2 separate regions of the Ovis aries genome follow, and region 2 is linked to region 1. The links are chromatin contacts, called in public Hi-C maps. All regions are on one chromosome and are shown on one strand. The core of a region is the stretch at or near the end of the contact, and the rest is flanking DNA. Distances in the headings are between cores, read along the strand shown. Region 1 overlaps ARID5B (AT-rich interaction domain 5B). Region 2 overlaps RTKN2 (rhotekin 2).

Evidence for each region. Hi-C and Micro-C count contacts between places; a contact is called where the count stands out from the background.
Region 2: a Hi-C map of mixed tissues shows a contact between it and region 1, with 7 times the contacts expected there. The contact joins two enhancer-like sites. A contact is called at or near these places in 8 of 16 Hi-C or Micro-C datasets (hypothalamus, liver, mixed tissues and 4 more).

What each region holds. Positions count from the first base shown.
Region 1 is chr25:17,318,714-17,326,447 of ARS-UI_Ramb_v3.0, reverse strand. ARID5B (AT-rich interaction domain 5B) reads right to left here. Exons shown (of 11, transcript XM_042240972.1): 5 at 7,365-7,532. Among named protein-coding and RNA genes, the nearest start is that of ARID5B, 140 kb to the right of the region's middle. Within about 2 kb of position 3,812, at least 6 of the 54 cell types and tissues checked have an H3K27ac peak or open chromatin away from gene starts, as enhancers often do.
Region 2 is chr25:17,602,947-17,610,680 of ARS-UI_Ramb_v3.0, reverse strand. RTKN2 (rhotekin 2) reads left to right here. Exons shown (of 12, transcript XM_027962251.3): 3 at 3,755-3,813. Among named protein-coding and RNA genes, the nearest start is that of RTKN2, 41 kb to the left of the region's middle. Within about 2 kb of position 4,755, at least 7 of the 54 cell types and tissues checked have an H3K27ac peak or open chromatin away from gene starts, as enhancers often do.

The DNA of each region.
Region 1 (7,734 bases), core at 2,563-5,062:
CAGTGGGGGCCATGATCTTGTCCCACATGCAATGAGCAAATAAACCGAACACCAGATGTTAAAAGTACTGGGGGAGGCATGCAGAACTCCATACAGGCCAGGTTAAGAACCTCCAGGATACAATTAAGAGAGTTTTTAGATCCACAAGACCTAAGGTGAAGCTTTGGGACAGCAGGGCTGGCTTCTGGGGACAGCAAATATTCTTGTCCCCAAATTACTCTTTTTTTCCTACAGGGTCACAAAAAAAAAAAAAAAAAAAAAAACAAATTATTTGCTAGCCGGGTGAATGAAAACAAATGCTTTATGGTGTGGTGGTGGTCAGGGATGGGCTTGCTCCGGCCTTTAACTCTTTTATTAAAGAAACAGCCCACCTCCTCTCAGCTGCCCTGGACCAACTTACACCTGCCCTCTGCTTGACAGCTCAGGGCCGCAGACTTACTGAGAGAACCCGAATCCTATAACTCCAGAATCACACCAGCTCCAGCTGATTTAGAGGAGGCCAGTCTCTACCAAGAAAATGATTCTTGGAAGCTAGCAATACATGTACTGGCAGCATAGTTGGTTCTAGTCAGTTCTACTTTTAAAAACACAGAGCATGAAGCAATAAATGTACAGCTACTTTGACGTGTGTATTGTATATACCCACAGGCCAACCCTGGCCTGGCTTATTCATAGAGTTCAATCAGTGCTCTTTGCAAGAATGTTTTTAATATTACCCACAAATATTAATAATAATAACTGACGCTGACAGAGCACTTTTTCTTGCCAATCAGAGCTTTGTATACAACAACTCATTTAAAACTCAAAACAAGCCCACAGTAAGGCACATTTATTATTATCCCCATTTTACAGACCAGGTAACTGAGACAGAAATTATTTTGTCTTACTTCATACCACTGGTTACTGGTAGTAGAAAGCTTCCCACCCAGGCAACTGACTTTATCCAGAGCTCCTGCTTTCAGGAACTTCCCTTTAACATACACACTTGCTGTGTCTTATAACGACGTATTTACAGTCTTAACTTGGGCTGGCAGACTCCAAGGAGCTCTCCCCAAATGAAAACACTCTCAAATACCACATAGCACAAGAGCGCTATAGCCCATCTCAGGCATCAAACAGCATCCTATAGCCCTGCTGGTGAGCACAGGGTCCCCATCAATCCTGAGCAGTAGGTGATGAGACTTTCACCAAAGTCACAGCGTTCCAATAAAACTTAGAGCACCAAGTACATCACCCCCTTGCAGTGTGCCATCGATGGACTTTTCTGCCTGATCAGTGAATGATGTCTATGGTTTTTTTAAAAAAATATCTTCTCTCTCCGACTGCCCATCTGTTCCTCTTACTCAGTGCCATGAAATTAACAAGTATTCACCACTGTGAAGTCACCGCTATTTCTATAGGTGTTAATCCCAGGAGAAATTAACTACTGCTAGTGCTCCAGGCTACTCTGACATTTAACCCATGTGTTTTGTTTATTCCCTTTTTTTAAAAAAAAATTCCTTCAACTATTAATGAATCATAGTCTCCTTTTTTTTTTTTTTTTTTGACAGTAGAGCAAAACATGTTTTTTTTTTCCCCCCTTAAAGAGTCTGGAAGCTCAGAGTTGCAGGCACTCATTTATGTATTTACTTCACTGTGGGTTCTGACAAGTTATGTGACAGGCAGTGCAGGTGTGGGAAACTTTCATATTGCAATAATAATAATAAAACAAAGGAAATGTAACCAGTTACTGGCAAAGTAAATTGCTTTTGGCTTAAACGTTTCTGTTTTTTTTCCTACTGTGTTCTTCCTGTCATGACCGTCTCTTTTTTTATAACATTTATGCTCTTGAAAATACCACGAAGATAAACTGCTATAAAAGCTGGATTGACTCATCAGTTAACAACTCTTTCTTCTCGTTCTGCAGAGAGGATTTTGTTGCCAACAGAGCTACATAGTCTCTCGAGAAATTCTCTGTGAGCTTCCACTCAGAGATAGGACTTGCTCGTTGGTAGAGACTGGAATTAGGGGAATGGAAAACCAGGCATCATTTTCCTAAGAGTTTGACCCCCAGGGTCAATGTCTAGAGGAAGCCAGCAGAGCATAAACTCATTTGATTTGCAAGTTGTGTGTGTGTTTTTTAAACACTAAACACAAGTCAGAAAACTTAAACTCCACAGACTGAAGTATTAAAATAGGACTGGCAAACATTGTTCTATGTATAGTCTGCATTACTGATAATACTTTGCATTTCTTTAATGCCTTTCCCCTGAGCATCTCAATTCTTTGGTACGTTTTCTTTATAGACAATAATCTTAAAATACTCTGGCAAGTTTCAGCATGGAGCATTGCCCCAGAAAGCTGGCGCGGGGTGGGGGGACCTACCCTAATTTAGTTATCATTTATTGTGTTCTATTTTCAACGTTTCCCTTTTGACTATTTAGAAACTTCCTCTTTCACTACAACAAAAATAGGATGAGTGTTTTTAAAGTTATTAACATATGAGTAAAAGATTTAGAAACCAAGAATGGCAGAAAGCTTGATCAAAGCCACTCCTGAAATTTATGGGTGTAATAAAAGAAAGGCATTTCACAGATAATCTCTCACAGAATTTCAGTTTTCAAATACTAGGGAAAAAAAGAAAAGAAAAACAGAAGCTCTCAGCTCTCATGTTGGCTTTAACTTAAAGCCAACATTTTTGCTTTTAAATTCATAAACGATTCCCTGAAATTCTGTTTCAAATCCACAGTTACATTCCATATACTCCCCAGTCCACACCTCACAGAGTGGGGCTGGAAAACTGCAGCTGCCGGGACTCAGTGTCTGATAACTGGTTGACTCCGTGAACTCACAAAGCATTAATTATTTATATGGACTTAAGATCATGCAAGTTTACTTTTATTCTGTTGGTCTATAAATAATTTTCCACACTCAACAGAAATGTTTGGGAAGCAACTGTGCTGAGATGCGAACACACATCAGGCCATTAACAAGCACAACTCCATCCTGGAGGACTTTCTGGCTTAAATGATGATTTCAGAGCAATAGGCACAATTTAAACAAAATTTAAAAAGAAAAAAGCTGCAAGAGTGATATCATGTCCTGTAATTTTCCTGATCGTTTCCTTTTTAAGAGTAATTTTTTTTTCTCTCAAATAAAGGCATTAATAAGGTGAGTCCAGAGTTGTGAGGAGTTCCCCAGGTGGCACTGGTGGTAAAGAACCTGCTGCCAAAGCAGGAGACCTGGGTTCAATCCCTGGGTCGGGAAGATCCCCTGGAGGAGGGCACGGCAACCCATCCAGTATTCCTGCCTGGAGAATCCCATGCAGAGAGGACACTGGCGGACTACAGTCCATAGGGTCGCAAAGAGTTGGACATGATTGTAGCAACTTAGCAGCAGCAGAGTTGTCAACTGAGGCCAGCAAGTGTTGTAAATGTTAGTCACCCAGTCGTGCCCGACTCTTTGTGGTCACACTCGCTACTCTGGATCTGACGGCCACTTGGAGTTTCCAAGTTTGCTTCAGCCCAAGCCGCACCTTAACGGTGCTTGAACCACAGTGCCTACTAAATACAATTAAGCATTTCCAATGAACTACACTCTCACAGAACCCAGGTCCTCTCCTACCACCTGTGGAAGGGTAAGCAGAAGTGTTATGAGAAAGACGATTGGAGAAAAAAAAAAAAATAAGCAGGCTTTATATGAGGTCCAGGCACTTTGGCTCTTTGTCACTGAGGTCCCTAAGAGTCACTAATGAGAGTGGAATGTATTATTGCATTGGCCATACCTGGACTGCTCAGGCAACTTAAGTCCAAAACAGTTGTGGACTTCATTGACTGCTCAACAAACCATGTAAGCGAACACTTTTGTAATGCCTTCCCAACCTGCCCCGTCTTACTCACTCCTGTTTCATACTTGTGAATGCTGGAGCAATTGTTAATGCCTCTGATCAAAGTTTTAGTAAATTCATAGGCATGTGACTTGCATAGCTATTTCCTGATCCGCCTTCTCTCTGCCCTGGAGGTCTTCATTTCTCAGAAACACTTAACAACACAGATTATTTTACTTCTCCCCTTCCCCCAGCCTATAAATGGAACTTGACTTGCTAGCTCATCTGTATTGCTAATTAGTCTGAAACCATGTGTCTCTGTGCATTCTTGCCATTAATGCAGGAGCAAACCTCTTTTTCACTCAGGTTTCACCACCAGTGATGGGCAGATCTCTATCTTTATTTCCCCTCTGTGCCTTGAGGGAGGAGACAGGATTTAAATGACCGAATGCTATCTATTTGTTCTTCCAAAATGATGTAGGGAATTCTAAAGGAATGTAGAAACATTCTGGAGGTCTATGATAGGTATGACAGGCACTGGGCAAAGAAGGAAGGGATCATAGTCGCTTTTCACCATCACTTTGGTGGGCAAAATCTAGGAGCTAAATCGAGGTGGAGAGTGAGGAGAGATTCTGGGTCTTCAGAGTACTGACTCTTTATGGAGAGAATTCTTGAAAAGGGGAGGTGACTGAAATCAGTGCCAGACCTCTCAGACTTTGGTTTGTCTGGTGACCCACAGATTCTGCCAGGGGGACCATCTCAGATGAAAAAGCCCCTTCAGGAGCTGTAAGGGGATAGAGGCAGCAGCTCATAGCCGCCCTGCAAATGGTTATTCATCTTTGGGATAATGGAGTCTATAGACCATGGTATCAGGAGCCTATGGAAAGACTGGAATTCCAAATATTTTGTAAAGAGACATCGGGGCAGAGTGGATACCTGAGGGCCTAGCTTGCTCCTCAGACTGCACACAGAGGATCCCGTTTCCTCCCCCAGCTGCAAAGTCTTGTCATGAAGTCACAACCCCAGCAAAACTAACAACTGGACTCTCAAATACCACAGTGGCTCAAATGTGACTTTCACATCTACCTCGCAACTCATTTCTCCTGCTATTCATTTCCCCAGATGTCAGGTATCCATCAGCCAACTCCAAACCCCCAGCTCCTCAGTTTAAATAAAAGGAAAGATCATGCTGGATGTTGAGGGAAAAAAGCTGCATCGCAACTACTACACTTAGAACAAATGTATTGTCTCACTGCTCACTGTATCTGCTTTCTTAAGAATCTGAAATAACTCGTTTGCATTTTTTGATAACTATTCAATATACACAGATTTAAATCTTTCTTAATATAATTATCTGTAATATCAAGAGAATATTAACTTAAGAAACTAGTGCTTTGTTTTAGGCTATTTAAAGATTCACTCTGGAAATGGTTTTAAAAGACATTTTGATGGCTATAATTTATGAAGTTTATAAAGACCTCTTAAGCTTAGAGAATTAATCTTTGTCTCTTTTTCTTTTTTTACAATCAATAAACCTGCTTATTCTACTCCATGGTTGATACGTTCTATGGGGTCACCATTGTATGTGACAGCACAGAAGTGAAAGCTACAGTTTTGTCTTGAACAATCTTGCAAGGAGCAGTAAATATCAAAAGAATTCTTAAACTCATATATAAACAGAACTTTCTTGTTCAGCCATTTCTCCAGGTTTGGAAATGAGATATTCCATGTTCAACATTAAGGATAACTGATTTGCTACCTCTCTACAGAAAACATTCCCAACTTGGAAAAAAGTAAGAGAGATTGTGTGTGTGTGTGTGTGTGTGTGGATTAACATGGAGATATTTAACTTATTATAGACTTGGACTTATAGTATAGGCTTTTCACTTTTTCAAACACATAAGGACAAGTAAAAGATCATCATATAATAGTTTCCCAATTTCTTTTTAAAAATCCCGAAAAGAATTTGTGCTGAAAGAGGATTTTTCACTCTCTTCATGTTTTTCTGCCATTCAGAAAGAATAATTTAAGAAGTAGGATGTGTGCGCTCAGTCACTAAGTCACGTCCGAGTCTTTGCGACCCCACGGAATGCAGTATGCCAGCCTCCCCTGTACATGGAAATTTCCCAGGAAGATTACTGCAGTGGGTTGTGACTTCCTTCTCCAGGGGATCTTCTGAGCCCAGGGACTGAACCCACACCTCCTACGTCTCCTGCACTGTCAGGCAGATCCTTCACCGCTGTGCCAGCTGGGCAGCCACAGGAGGTAGGATAGTTTCCGAGAATTCCCTTGAGGACTCAGTGCTTTAACTGCCAAGGGCCCAGGTTCAGTTCCTGATGGCAGAACTAAGATTCTGCATGCCACACGGTGCAGCCAAAAAGAAAGCGAAAAACAAGTAGGACAGTCTCTTACTTAGAAGCAAAAAGGTTACTATTCCTGTTTGTCGCTTCTCGGAGCCCACAGGTGGCAGAGAATATGTGTGCTGCAGCCAAGTGGCATGAGGAGAAAGGGCCTGGGGGTGTGTGTGGAGAAGTGGCAATACGATCCACAGCGCCTGGTGGTATATTAAACAAGGTCAGCTTGTTATAACCCAGTGGGGTCGGCTAGGGAGCTCAGCTCCTGGGAGTGAGAGGATGTCACACTGCAGGGAAAAGCAGAAAGATACCCATAGGAATCTCATAGTGAACATGGAGAACGCACGGAAAATGGTTCACTTATTTCCGTGAAAGCTAAAAAGTTTCTAAGACTGTTTAGAGTTGCTCTGTCCAATACGGCAACTACTATCCACATAGGGCTCTTGAGCACCTAAGACATCTAGTCCGAATTGAGATGCGCTGTAAGTATAAAATACACACTAGGTTTCCAAGAATACACAAAAAATATAAAATAGGCCATTACTAACATGTTATACTGATTATATATTAAAATATTTTAGATATACTGCATTATATTAAATGTTATTAAAATTAACTCTACCTGTTTTTTTTTATCCTTTAAAATGTGGTTACTGGGACATTTTAATTCACATATGACTTGCATTATCTTTCTCTTGGGCGATGTTGGTTTAGTCAACAGTTCAATGTTACTCTTATAGATAGGTCCTTACAAATGTGTGTTAAAAAGCAGGCAGAGTAAGATTAACATCTGAAGCTAAACTAATAAGCAAAAAATCATGATTCAAAGTTTCAGTACAATCTAGACTTTTATTCACTGTTTTAGAGGGTAGTCATGCATAGATGTTAGTATCTGAACATTTTGCCAAACCTGAAATGCCTCCTTTGTAAAATTCAAATCTGGTAATCATTGACTCAAAGGAACTAAATGGCTCTGATGAAAATGTTATTTCATTAACTTCCTTAACTAAAAAGCCAAAGCAAATTTTAAGCTTTGACATCAGATTTGGAGAGTGAGAGAGTGGAGGAAGGGGAAGAAAGTGAGAAAAAGAGCTAATTTTTTATTTTCCTTACTATTCTTTCCTGCTGCCAGCATGAGCTAGGCGTAAGGTAAGTCATCTGTAAACTGAATAAGAGAAAATAGATTATGAGTGATTTTGACTCACTGGAAAGTAAAAGCTTCTCCATCACAAACTGTTGAGTAGGTTCATGGTCTGGATGTGTTTTTCTTTTTGGAGTTTCATCTGCCAGTAAGTAGAGAGGCCAGATACAGTCAGGCCCAAAGGCAAGGGCGTGGCCTTCATCGCTCTCCCAAGGTACTTGAAGTCCCACAGCTTCACATGACACAAAGAGAATTCATTGAAGAATGGAGCTCCGATAAGCCCAGAAAAGTGGACAGAACAAAAAGGTTTGAACTCTAGGGGGTAGGAGAGAAGATGCATTCTTTTCCCAATCTTAGCACCCAAAAGACTAGGGGGCATCACCCTGAGAAGAGGGCTGGCCTAGGTCTCATCCTCCCAAATAACTTGTTACAGT
Region 2 (7,734 bases), core at 3,506-6,005, 280 kb before region 1:
ACAAAGCTAAATAGTTTCTTACACTCCAATTGACTAGTTTAGTTACTTATATACTATAACATAAACAAAAATAAAGGCTAAAAGTGTAGATTGCCAGTGAAATTATGTACTCCTGGCATTTCTGCAATACAATATGGTATATTAAAGACATTACTGGTTTTACTTTTTTAAACTTCATATTGTTCGGTGTCTGTTGAAACTAGGTTGTTATTTCAAGATTTAAAGTAGAAAACTCATCTTCCCAACTTAACATACTTATGAAGGTATTGAATTTATACCACATAGTTTTAGATGGCTTAAAATTCCATGTTAAGCATTTCTGAGTGTTTTAGTCTTCACTTACTTGCGTGAGGGGTGAAGGATTTTTATAACCTGCTTTTAAATAATAGAATTCTATTTAGAATTCTTCTAGTGCTTCATTAAGAAAATGATGCTTTCATCATGTGTCATTTCTTTATGTATTTTGTTAACTCTGGAAGGCAGTGCTATTGTAAATTCCAATATGGAACAATATAAAATAAGGTAAACTATATTTACTGTGCTAATTTTAATACAGATTTTTGAGCAACAAAGTGGCTGATTGGCACCCTCTGTTGGTCATTATATTTACCTACAGGCAGAAATATGTTAATAAAATAGTTAAAAATTTGTCTTTTATATTTTTGTCTTTTAAATTAGCTTTTACAAATCTTACCAAAATAATTCTCTAAACCAGGTTTATAAGAATAAGGTACACTGTTATATAGCTGTGCTTTTGATTGAGTGATTTTTATGGTTATTTGCTTTTTCTTCAGACTGGCTAATTGTAGCATTTAGAATTGGCATTAACATTGCAGATTTTAAAGCAAGTATTTATTTAACTGTAGCAAACCATTAGCTACAGTAGCACATTGTTAAATAGATAATGTTTAACAATTTTGTTGTCAATTTGGATTAATTAGAAAACATCACGTTTTAGCACCCTAAATAGCAATTGAGTTATTTGAATTGAAAATAATTCAAGCTTCTGAAACATGAGGCTGGATTACTTCATCTCTTAATTTTTTAAAGGCAGACTTAATTATTCTGTAAGATTATATGGTTAATTGGATTTATATTATGGGGGGTTTCCCTGGTGGCTCAGACGGTAAAGTGTCTGCCTGCAATGCGGGAGATCTGGGTTCGATCCCTGGGTCGGGAAGATCCTCTGGAGAAGGAAATGGCAACCCACTCCAGTGTTCTTGCCTGGAAAATCTCATGGATGGAGCCTGGTAGGCTACAGTCCATGGGGTCGCAAAGAGTCGGATACGACTGATTATATGGTTAATTGGATTTATATTATAGTTTGATAATATTTGTGTATAATAAATTTGTTGACTAGTCCTGAAAAGGACTTTTCTATGCAAGTAATTTACAGTTATAGGGGAAAAAAGCTATACCCTTGCCAGGTGGTTGAATAATTTAGAGTGGGAAAATTTTTTTGGTAAATATTCAGCCAGTTGCTTTTGGTGTTTCTATTATTTTAGAATTTCACGTGTCTGCCAAAGCCTTAAATTTAATCCAATTTAATAATGCCTAATGGATTTAAATTTTAGCATAATCTATGACCTATTCCATAATACTGAAGTTACTCACTGTATTAGAGCTTCCTTGTATTTTTTCACTGAAATAAATATTTTGAAGAATTTATGCATTGCTCATATAGGAGATATTTTTAGAAATATTTACTTACAAATGCCAGCCAACTGTGTTTATACTGTTTCTTGTACCAATTTGAGGAAATTGAGATTTGTGTTTGATTTCTAGTTGGCCTTTCAGTATATAATTTCACAACATAGTAGACTATTCAGTTGAATTTTTCACTCTGATGACCTAATAAGCCAGCTGGTATTCCCCAACATGACAAACTGAACTTGTCTATGAAATATTGAACTTGACTCTTAAAAATTTATGATTCAACAAAACATTATTTTGAAATAATGAGTACTTCTATTTTTCACTGAGTGAATTCCCTGTTTTAATTTAAATACCAGTGTAACCACAAAATTATTAGATAGGATCCTGAGAATTTATGGCTTTAAGTCTACTATATTACTTAAGTTATACTTAGTGCTAGATTCTATAAATTCTCTATATATAAATTATATAAATACTATATATATATATAAATGTCCGGTATAGGCTTACTGACCGTAAGTACCTCAGTAAATTATTTTTGCTCCTTTGGAATATATTTCACCTGTAATACTTACAGGCTTAATCCAATAAGAGAGTTAAACAAAAAGTAGGATGATATATTTTGTTTTAAAATTTGATGCATGGTAATGAATATTATGTGCAGGCTTTTTAGCAAGGCTACTGACGTGTGCATAGGATGTGTCATACTCTTCTGAAACTTAGATACACTTCACACTCCCACTCAGTCTTTCTCCAAAAGCCCTTTTAGAATCAAAACAGTATTCAAATGAAGCTTCTATCTTATCACATACTTGAGGTACCTAATTAAATTAACTGGCAGTTAATTGGCTAACCAAATTGAATAGAGACAAAAAAAAAAAAAAAGTGCACAGAATACTCCTGGATACATTGCTCTAGAAATGGAATGCTAATCTCTAAATGTAGGTTATTTATTAGGAAACAGGATATTGGAGAACTGTTTAGAGATGGGATTGATTTGGTGTAATGGAAATAGAATCCCTTCGACTGCAAGGAGATCCAACCAGTCCATTCTAAAGGAGATCAATCCTGGGTGTTCTTTGGAAGGAATGATGCTAAAGCTGAAACTCCAGTACTTTGGCCACCTCATGCAAAGAGTTGACTCATTGGAAAAGACTTTGATGCTGGGAGAGATTGAGGGCAGGAGGAAAAGGGGACGACAGAGGGTGAGATGGCTGGATGGCATCACCTACTCGATGGACGTCAGTCTGAGTGAACTCTGGGAGATGGTGATCGACAGGGAGGCCTGGTGTGCTGAGATTCATGGGGTCACAAAGAGTCGGACACGACTGAGCTACTGAACTGAATGGAAATAACTATTTTGAAAAAAAAAATTGTGATAATAGTATAGTCTACATTCAAACCTGGAAGTGTCTTATATCCCAAGAATTTCCTTTGAGACATTTTCTATTGTCATGGTAATGTTTTCCTCTCCACATTTATTCTCTCTAGAGGGCCACTCCCTTCCTTTGCCACCTTAGTTAATTTATTGTTCTGATATATGCTTAGCGTTTAAAGCTTCAGGGAAATAAATTACAATATTACTTGCACATGAATATGTAGCAGAGAGTAATTTTTTAAATGTTTGTTGGAGATTTTATAGGGATAATATACTCTTCGGTGGTAAGCTCATGGTTAGAAAGTTTATTTATTAACTTTTTCAGATGACTATAATCTGGTAAGCTAGAAATGTAATTTATGAAATGGTTACCCAAGATATGCTTCCTAGGACTTGTGTAAATATGGCATATCTTGTTTATAAATGTAAGAGGTCACAAAAGACTTTCATTGTAGAGTAAACTAATATGCACTCATCAGGGAAAGTACAGGTTATATAAAAAAATCAGAGAGAGAATGGCCCTATTTCTGTTAAAGTCAGCTAGCTGTTGACTAAACATCACAAACTTTGAGTCAAATAGTTTATATTAACTGGAAGTCATTGTTATTCCAGGATATGTGTTTATTTTTAGTATTTAGGCATTTAAGAAAGATTGTTAAAACAATTGCTAATTAGAGAAGATCTTTGTTTTTTCATTAGGTTTTTATTTTCTTTTGACAGTGAGGAGAATTTTGAAAGTAAAGAACGGACAGCTTGTAGAGGAAAGATTGCCATTTCAGGTATGCTGTAATGGATTATTTTTATATTGCTGAGTAAATTCTATAAAGTAACTTCCTAGAGTTAGTGGTTTTTTAAAATTCCTTATATCCATTTTCATTTTTCATTTTATTTTGCATACCTCTACCAGAACATTTGTTCTAAAATACTGTTTTCATCATTGTGCTCTACATTTGTGCAGAATATTACAGTCTGAGCAAACAGATTCATGTATATTATATACATTAATGTAGTTTTCTCTTCAGTACAACACCGTGAAATAAGCAGGGTAGTTCTGTTTTTCTGCAGACTCAGAGGTTAAATGACTTCCTGTAAGTGGTTGAGCTGGGCTACAAACTCAAGTCTTTTGGCTCTCCATTCCTTTTCTGCTCGGAAGTTTCGATGCCGCTTTCTTTTAATGTTTGTCTACTCTGAAATTTCCATGAGGGTTGGAACCGTGTTTGCTTTGTTTGTCACTGTATACCCAGAAACTAATACAGTGCTCAGACGTAGTTATTATTCAGTGAATGTTGACGGGATGGATGACTGCACTCTGTTGCCCATAGGATAGAGAGTAGACTCTCCCCCACCAGAGTTTTATATTTTGATCCAACCATTTTTCCTTGAACTGTATATAGTCCATGGGGTTGCAAAGAGTTGGACACGACTAAGTGACTTTCACGCTCACAACTATTTTTCTAGTCATATTAAGCTGTCTGTATTAGCCATATACTTTTCTCTGTGTTCTGTCTATACACCCTATGCTCCTGACCCCCAGTTAACTCTTGAAATAACTATAGTATCTTCAGGATCTATTAGCTCATCTAAAAGCCTTCCCTGTTATCATTCCCCCAGAAATGATGTTTTCCTTCTCTGGATTCTTAATGCAGTTAGGAAACCCTTTACCACTAGATGGCACTTACGCTGTGTTGTCTCAGTTTCTCCAAAGTGTTTAAGGAAGCTAAAGACAATGGCTTTGGAGATACCACAGATTGGAGTGAATAAGTATGTGACTGACTCATGTGTATGCTAGTTAGATAATGTATCTTTTATAATTATTATCTCACTGATACATTTTAGAAACAACAGACCTCCAGCAGTCCTTAAATAATAACTAGGCTGTTTCATTGGCTGAAAGCCTTATTCTCTTAGCTCCAGGAAGCCTGCTGCTGCATTTCAGGCCATGTCACCCAAGGAACTGTTTTTAGAAACGTGTTCATGATAAATAAAAATTCTACTACGGGACGGGTAGAGCTGAATTTTACATATGACATAATTGTCCTAAACCAGAGGAATTCTTCTTGGCAGAAATTCTTCAGAAAATAACTATATATAAAAATCTGTTGTTTGCTGTATAGTTATTTCTGTTTTCCTCTTTGAAATTATGATATGAGTGGAATAAAACATGTTTTATATGTTATTTATGCTTCTGATGCCAAACATAGCACTTTTACATATTATACAGTTGTTAACTATGTTCAATAAATTTTAAAGTGAAAAAACAAAATATTATAGATTTTTAAAGAGGATTCTAAAAATACTTAAATATAATCCTTAAATAATTAAATATAATTCCTTGCTTATGCTATAGTGCCACTCAGTGTGTTAAATTGTTGTTGAAGACTGAATGCTGTGATAGTTAGCCTCTATTGTCATTTCATAATAGGTTATTGACTGCTGCAGTTCATGAAATTAGTATTAACTGTCCAATTAGAAGAGTGTTTAAATAAAAGCATTTAAGAGAGAAAACTGTTTTCTTGACCACGAATACTTGAGTGTAGAAATTAATCTTATTTCATGTGTTCTTTTATTATAAATGATAATTTTAAATTAAGGAGCCAAAATTCTGAGAAAATGGGATACATTTTCTTCTACAAAATTTCTTCTCATCTTTGCTTAGGCTCAATCATACCGTGTCTGTGTGTTTGTAAAAGATAAAAGCAAAGAATGTTAAAAATGAATTCACCTTTATAAATCCATTTTATTTTGATAAGGGAATGAAAATATGACTTGTTTTGATCAAAGTGAATATGTGCAACAAAATTTCATAGTGTTTCATTGTTTTCCAGAAGATACTTGGGTTTTCTGTTTCCAGCTTCACCACGCACTGGCCAGATCTTTCAGTTCAGTTCAGTTCAGTCGCTCAGTTGTGTCTGACTCGTTGCGACCCCATGAATTGCAGCACGCCAGGCGTCCCTGTCCATCACCAGCTCCTGGAGTTCACTCAAACTCAGTTCATCGAGTCGGTGATGCCATCCAGCCGTCTCATCCTCTGTCGTCCCCTTCTCCTCCTGCCCCCAATCCCGCCCAGCATCAGGGTCTTTTCCAATGAGTCGACTCTTCGCATGAGGTGGCCAAAGTACTGGAGTTTCAGCTTTAGCATCATTCTTTCCAAAGAAATCCCAGGGCTGATCTCCTTCAGAATGGACTGGTTGGATCTCCTTGCAGTCCAAGGGACTCTCAAGAGTCTTCTCCAACACCACAGTTCAAAAGCATCAATTGTTCAGCACTAAGTTTTCTTCACAGTCCAACTCTCACATCCATATATGACCACTGGGAAAACCATAGCCTTGACCAGACGGACCTTTGTTTGCAAAGTAATGTCTGCTTTTCAACATGCTATCTAGGTTGGTCATAACTTTCCTTCCAAGGAGTAAGCGTCTTTTAATTTCATGGCTGCAATCACCATCTGCAGTGATTTTGGAGCCCCCAAAAATAAAGTCTGACACTGTTTCCACTGTTTCTCCATCTATTTCCCATGAAGTGATGGGACCAGATGCCATGATCTGAGTTTTCTGAATGTTGAGCTTTAAGCCAACGTTTTCACTCTCCTCTTTCACTTTCAGCAAGAGACTTTTTAGTTCCTCTTCACTTTCTGCCATAAGGGTGGTGTCATCTGCATATCTGAGGTTATTGATATTTCTCCCGGCAATCTTGATTCCAGCTTGTGCTTCTTCCAGCCCAGCGTTTCTCATGATGTACTCTGCATAGAAGTTAAATAAGCAGGGTGACAATATGCAGCCTTGACGTACTCCTTTTCCTATTTGGAACCAGTCTGTTGTTCCTTGTCCAGTTCTAACTGTTGCTTCCTGACCTGCATACAGATTTCTCAAGAGGCAGGTCAGGTGTCTGGTATTCACATCTCTTTCAGAATTTTCCACAGTTTTTTGTGATCCACACAGTCAAAGGCTTTGGCATGGTCAATAAAGCAGAAATAGATGTTTTTCTGGAACTCTCTTGCTTTTTCCATGATCCAGTGGATGTTGGCAAGTTGATCTCTGGTTCCTGTGCCTTTTCTAAAACCAGCTTGAACATCTGGAAGTTCACGGTTCACATATTGCTGAAGCCTGGCTTGGAGAATTTTGAGCATTCCTTTACTAGCATGTGAGATGAGTGCAATTGTGCGGTAGTTTGAGCATTCTTTGGCATTGCCTTTCTTTGGGATTGGAATGAAAACTGACCTTTTCCAGTCCTGTGGCCACTGCTGAGTTTTCCAAATTTGCTGGCATGTTTGGTGCAGCACTTTCACAGCATCATCTTTCAGGATTTGAAATAGCTCCACTGGAATTCCATCACCTCCACTAGCTTTGTTCATAGTGATACTTTCTAAGGCCCACTTGACTTCACATTCCAGGATGTCTGGCTCTAGGTGAGTGATCACATCATCATGATTATCTTGGTTGTGAAGATCTTTTTTGTACAGTTCTTCTGTGTATTCTTGCCACCTCTTCTTAATATCTTCTGCTTCTGTTAGATCCATACCATTTCTGTCAAGCCCATCTTTGCATGAAATGTTCCCTTGGTATCTCTAATTTTCTTGAAGAAATCTCTAGTCTTTCCCATTCTATTGTTTTCCTCTATTTCTTTGCATTGATCACTGAGGAAGGCTTTATCTCTTCTTGCTATTCTTTGGAACTCTGCATTCAGATGCTTATATCTTTCCT